Regions from separate parts of the Sus scrofa genome. Here region 1 is linked to region 2. A link is a contact called in public HiChIP or PLAC-seq data. All regions are on one chromosome and are shown on one strand. The core of a region is the stretch at or near the end of the contact, and the rest is flanking DNA. Distances in the headings are between cores, read along the strand shown. Region 1 holds the start of OSM (oncostatin-M). Region 2 holds the start of ZMAT5 (zinc finger matrin-type protein 5).

Region 1 (3,086 bases), core at 367-2,866, 460 kb after region 2:
TGCTGCCCCTGCCCCCCGCTACCTTCCCAGCAAGTCACTGTTCAGCCCCCGAAACAGTGGCTACAATTCGCCAAGTAGGCCTTTGAGAAGAACTGGTGAGCCCAGCTGGAGTCAAGCCTGCCAACCTCAAGCTGACACCGGGGGCCCTGGTGGGCTGCTCTTCGTAAAACCTCTGGGTTAAGGGACAGCCATGGCCACAGGCCCCTGGGCCCACCTGTAACAGATCCCAGCCAGTCATGCAGTTAGACTCTGGCAGGCTTTGCGGCTCAGGAGCAGCCTGGCACTCTGATCTATGCCCGCAGAACCAGGAAAAGCTGCCTTTCCATCTGAAGCTTCCATCTGGAAAGGATGAGTGAGGCCTTCTAGTCCAGGCCCCCATTTTACTAAAAACAAAGGCACTGAAGGAGAAGGGCTTGCTCAGGTCACCCAAGGCCAGCGCATCCGCTGACCTCTCACACCTCTCTCCTCTCCCCCTAAGTGGCCACTTCTGTCAGGCCCACCAGGGATGCTGTGAGCCAGAATATTCTGGGGGGCGGGTAATTACGGCTCCCCCCACCTCCCCCGACCCACCCACTGAGCCCTGGCAGCCACGTGGTCGGAAGGGCCTGTGGCGCAATGGCCCGGAAGGCAGTGACACCACTTCCCTTCCTAAGAACTGTGGCCCCTTGGGGAAGATGCTGCTAGGAGACTGAGGGGCTAGGTCCCCAGGCACGGCGACCACAAGACACCCCTCGCCACCCTCCCCCCCAGGTATCTGCTGCTGGGCTCGGGCAGGGCGGCTGATGTGAGCAGAGTGCGCGTGGGAGCAGGGTGTCTGCATGGGTGTGTGTCTGGGTCTGTGTGAGGCTCGAGGGAACAGCTGGGCCGTTTTGTCCCATCCACCACAGGGGCCCCGGGGCTGCATGCGGGGGTTCCCAGATTGGTGAGATTGAGGGCTCCGGAAGACATCACGTGGCTCTGTGTGTCTGTCACCCTGTGGGTGTGGCTATATGTGCTGTGTGATTGTGTGGGCTCCAGGGCCCCCGGGGCCTGGCCGATAGTGACCATCCATCCCAGAGCCTGTGAATTGGGGCCAGAAGGAAGCCCCGCAGCCCTTCCAGACAATACACCACAGTCCTGCTCAGCTTCTGCAGCTTCCTCCACTGCCCCAGCACTTCTCCCACCTCCCTCCTGCTTCCCTAGCTTCTCCCGCTGTGATCCCCTTCCCTCATAACCCTTGCTCCCAGAGTCGACTCTATATCACCTACCCCTGGAAGTCCTCCAGGGATACCCTTCTCCACCCTGTGAAGATGCTGTGTTCTCAGTGGACCCCTCTCTTTGCCTGATCCTCTGGCTCTTTCCCTTTCTTAGCATCTTTCTGCCCCGTGTCCAGCCTCCCCAGTTCCCAGAGGACAGCAGCTGGCCCTGCTCCCCACTGGCGCCCATGAGCACAGCAAGCAGGTCCCGGCGGGAAGGAAGGAAGTACTCACTGAGCAGTGTCCTCCGAATACACTGTGCCCGCATGCTGGGTGACCGAGCTCCGGCCTGTGCCTGCTGGGGGTGACACCTCCCGGCTGGGAGCCCTGCGGGCTGGCAGCCACTTTATGCCCGCCGGGGTGATTGGCCAACACCTCGTGAGGTGGGTGGGGAGGGGGAGGGGGGAGGGCAGGCCTTCTGGGAACATGACCCCAAAAACCAAAGTTTCCACAGGCGGCCAATGGGCGCTGGGCGCGGTGGCATGCCTGCTCCTCCTCCTGTTTTCTTCGAATTCGTTCTTCGAGGTCAGCCCCACGCCCAAGGATGATGCAAACCGCAGCCTCAGCCTTTTATGGGGTGAGCAGGGAGCAAGGGGGTCCATGCCCACTGTAGGAGGCTGTGCCCGGGATGGAGGGGAGAGTCCACCAGCAGGCCCCTGGAGGGCCTGATGCAAAGTCCCGGCTCGGGAGCCTTCAGCCTCACAGGCCACTGTGGTTTGGGGCTGAGGGGAGCGAGACATCTTCCTTCTTGAGTGCCCTTCCCGCCCTCCCGCCAGGGCTGTTGGGACATCTGTGAGCGGAAACCACCGGGCTCTGGGCAAAGAGCCAGACCCAGGCTGGCAGCCCCGAGATTGTGGTTATGGCCCCAGGACCTGCATCCCCCAGCAGGACTCCCAGCCACCTCCTCTCCCCCAACAGGCACCCTGCACACAACCAGCCATCCCCAGACCATCGCCCACAACAGGCCCCTTCTCCACAGACAGGACCCTCTGGGGAGAACCAGGCACTTGGAGCAAGAGAAACAGGAGATCAGGTTCAAGCCCACTGACATGCTGTGAGATCCAAGGCAAGTCGCTTAACTTCTCTGGGCCTTCGAGACCCCCACCATCCCCGCCACCTGTAAAATGAGGATTTGAAAAGCATTTCCTGGCCACCTCACAGGGCTGCTGCCATCATGGACATAAAAGGCAAGAGCCCTTTGAAGGCAAAAGGAAAGATGAAAGTCTGATTCCAAGTACGAGCTGTCGGGAGGCGGGGTGGGGGGCGGAGGAGATGGGGAAGCTGTGAGCTCAGAGGGGAAGCCAGAGAAGGGGAGTCGCCGCGGTGACGGTTGGGGACCAGGTTTCACTTTCTCTGAAAGATAGTGATCTTGGGTTGGTCCTCTGCTTCTTGCAGGCGTCAGAATGAAGGGGCCCTGGAGACAGCGCCTCCAGAGGCAGCCTGCTGCTTCACTGGAGGATACACTGAGGCCAGAGAGGGCAGATGACGGGGCAGAGGGCTGGCACACCGTGCCTGCAGCTTCAGCACGTCCACCGGACCTAGACGAGGGTCTTAGCCTGTGCCCAAGGAGTTCTGTGGGGAACAGGGTATCAAAGGCTGAGGAGCCAGGCTGGGGTCCCTGGGGGCGACCGGTGAGGCCTGCACTAGGAAAGCCAAAGTGGCTGGAAGAAGAGACAGGCACCCTCCCACCATCCCCACCCCAGCACCAGTCATCACCATGAAGGCTGTTCCCACCAGCTCTCCCCCTGCAGACACACCCACGCAGTCATTTATGCCATCAACAAACTTGTATTGGGCCCCTGCTCTTGGCTGGCCACTCCCATCTGCTGAGGATCTAGCAGGGGACAAAAC
Region 2 (2,700 bases), core at 129-2,628:
TAAGAACCCAATATAGCATCGTGAGGATTATGGTTCGAGCCCTGGCCTAGCTTAGTGGGCTGAGGCATAGGTCACAGATGCAGCTCGGATTCAGATTCGGTGTTGCAGTGGCTATGGTATGGACCACAGCTGAAGCTCTGATTCAACACCTAATCCGGGAATTTCCATATGCTGCAAATATGGCCAAAAAAGAAAGAAAAACAAACAAAACTTAGATGTCATCTTCAATTCCTCTTTCCTTTATACTTTATATGCATCTGTCAGCTTGTTCTGTTTGTCCCACCTCCCAAATACATCCCAAACCCATCATTACTCTAACTCACACCCTAATCTAAATTACCACCCTGCCTCCACTGACCCCTCACAGTAGCTCCTCCTTTTCAGTCAGTTCTCCAGAGAGCAGCCAGAAATGATGACCGCTGCTACTGTTACGTAAATTAGGTTGCCTCACATCCCAGCTTAAAACCCTTCAGTGGCTTCCGCGTGCAATTTAGAAAAAAAAACGACCCTTCACCACGGGTTAGAAGACCAGATATGACCTGACCCGAGCCTATTTCATAGTCCACTCAAATTGTTTCCTTCAAACACCTCAGGACCGCAGCAGCCTCAAGGCCTTGCACGACGTTTTCCTGTTCGAATAGCTATATCCATTTGGGTTTAGGGTTAAGTGTCACCTTGGGGAACCTTAGCTAAAATATTACCACAACCACCCCCTCCCCAATCAACCTTTTTTCTGCTCTTCAAAGCGTTACCTGTCATTATCGCACCTCCCACACACTGTAAAATGGGTGCTCCCCAAAAGCTGGGACGTATTCCCCGCTGGGTCTCCAGCTCATGGCCCAGCGCTCAGAAAACAATTGCTGGACGTCCTTAGTGCTCCAAAGTCCTGCTATTTCCATTCCCAAGAGAGAATGAATGGATCTAGGTCTCCCGCCTTCCAGGCCAGGGGTGTCTGCAGCGAAACCCAGGGATGAGGGGAAACGGAAGCATGGGCAGAATGGCCTCTTCCCCAGAGGCCCGGCAAAGGCTGACTGTTGCCACAGGCTTCAACTATAGCCCTGGACTTGGGGCTGCCGGAGGAGATAGGAGGAGGGACAAGCTTGGGACTGGGATTTCAGGCCTTGCCCCTATATCCACTGCGACCCGCCGCGGGGCTCGCGGACTTAAACGTAAGAGCTCAAGTTCTTCCGTATTGGGAGGAAGACTAGAACTCGCCACTCGACGTCCCGCCAAAAAAAGTACCTGGCTCCGCGGCGCCCGACGGCTCTCAACTCCTCCTCCTGCGCCTTGGTTCAGCGAACTGCTTGCTGGGATTCGTAGTCCTTCCTGGAGTATCAGCCCGCCCTTCCCAGAAACCTTTGAGAATCAAAGCAAAGACAGCGTAGGAGGAGGTGAAGGAAGCGCGAGGGCTTCTGGGCGTTGTAGTTTTAAAAAAAATTCAATCAGCAAGAAATGATTGAGGAGAAAAACTGGGTAATACATTTTACCAAAACGACTTGGGCTGTCGTGGTATGAATTTTAGGAGATTTTAATAGCTCACAAGCCATCAGTTACTTCAATGGTGCAAAACGACGAGCACTCAAGTTCAAAAGAACTACAAATCCCATAAAGCGTTACACGTTGAGGACCTTTGTGGAAAGGTCGGTCGAAGCGCAGGCGCGGTGGTGCTAGTTCTGCAGCGGACAAACATGGCTGCCCCGACGTTGACTGCGAGGTTGTACTCCCTGTTGTTTCGCAGGACCTCTACCTTCGCCCTCACGATCGCCGTGGGCGCTCTATTCTTCGAGCGCGCCTTCGATCAAGGCGCGGACGCGATCTACGAACACATCAACCAGGGGGTGAGGGCCTGGGCCATCCCTGACCTTGGGTTCCTTCGAGGGGTGACAGTGGGAGTGGAGGTGGGACGGGACTCAGTCGACCTTTACAAGGAGGGGGTAAACCCTGGGCGTCTTGTGTCTGTAGACTGCCGTCTGTGCGTTACCCCCGGTGTGAATCCTAAAAAGTTAAACGAGGTCAATAGGTCCCACTATGCGGGGGTTCTAAGTATTGCTGCCTGCCACGCCACAAACCCGTTTCTCCATTTGCAGAAGCCTAAACTAAAACCAGGTGAGAGCAAAAGACTTGCTAGGGTCACACCACTAGGAAATCAGTGGCGAGTCAAGGTTGGACCCCGGCCCCTCTGTCTCATCTGGGGGTCACAAGGGCAAATTTGATTAGGCACCTGTCCTGAAAAGGACATCTCCTTAGACACTATGGGTGGCCATTTAGGTAGCATTTTTTGGTTCCAAAGTCTTTCCATGATGGCAGCGGTGGTATTAATAATGGTTAATAACTCTTAATCATTGAGTAGGGTGGGGTGGGTATGAAATCAGAGAATCTTGGGTGGGAATACTGGGCCTTATCACTTAACTGTGGCATTAGGTTGGGCAAGCTCTCACTTTTATCTATGAAATAGAGATGATAATAATAGTAACTGTCTCAGGGAGGTTTGTTTTTTGTTTTGTTTTTGTTTTTTTGTTTTTTGCTTTTTTAGGGCTGCACCCGAAGCTAGGGGTCCAATTGGAGCTGTAGCTGCTGGCCTACATCACAGTTCACTGCAATGCCAGATCCTTAACCCATTGAGGGAGGCCAGGGATTGAAGCTTCGTCCTCATGGATTCTAGTCAGATTCATTAACCACTGAGCCATGATGGAAACTCCT

Evidence for each region. HiChIP or PLAC-seq counts read pairs in DNA pulled down with a chosen protein or histone mark.
Region 1: a contact with region 2 is called in an H3K27ac HiChIP or PLAC-seq map of alveolar macrophages. The contact joins the promoter of OSM here to the promoter of ZMAT5 in region 2. A contact is called at or near these places in 1 of 5 promoter capture datasets (fetal liver) and 1 of 2 datasets of contacts at active chromatin or transcription factors (alveolar macrophages).

What each region holds. Positions count from the first base shown.
Region 1 is chr14:47,245,220-47,248,305 of Sscrofa11.1, forward strand. It overlaps OSM (oncostatin-M), which reads right to left and starts at 1,617. Exons shown (of 3, transcript XM_001929161.4): 1 at 1,470-1,617. The coding sequence starts at 1,503. It overlaps LOC110256683 (a long non-coding RNA gene), which reads left to right and starts at 356. Exons shown (of 4, transcript XR_002338554.1): 1 at 356-750; 2 at 1,373-1,618; 3 at 1,690-1,812; 4 at 2,154-3,086.
Region 2 is chr14:46,781,677-46,784,376 of Sscrofa11.1, forward strand. ZMAT5 (zinc finger matrin-type protein 5) reads right to left here and starts at 1,379. Exons shown (of 6, transcript XM_001929010.5): 1 at 1,243-1,379. UQCR10 (ubiquinol-cytochrome c reductase complex 7.2 kDa protein) reads left to right here and starts at 1,664. Exons shown (of 2, transcript NM_001129978.2): 1 at 1,664-1,838. The coding sequence starts at 1,689.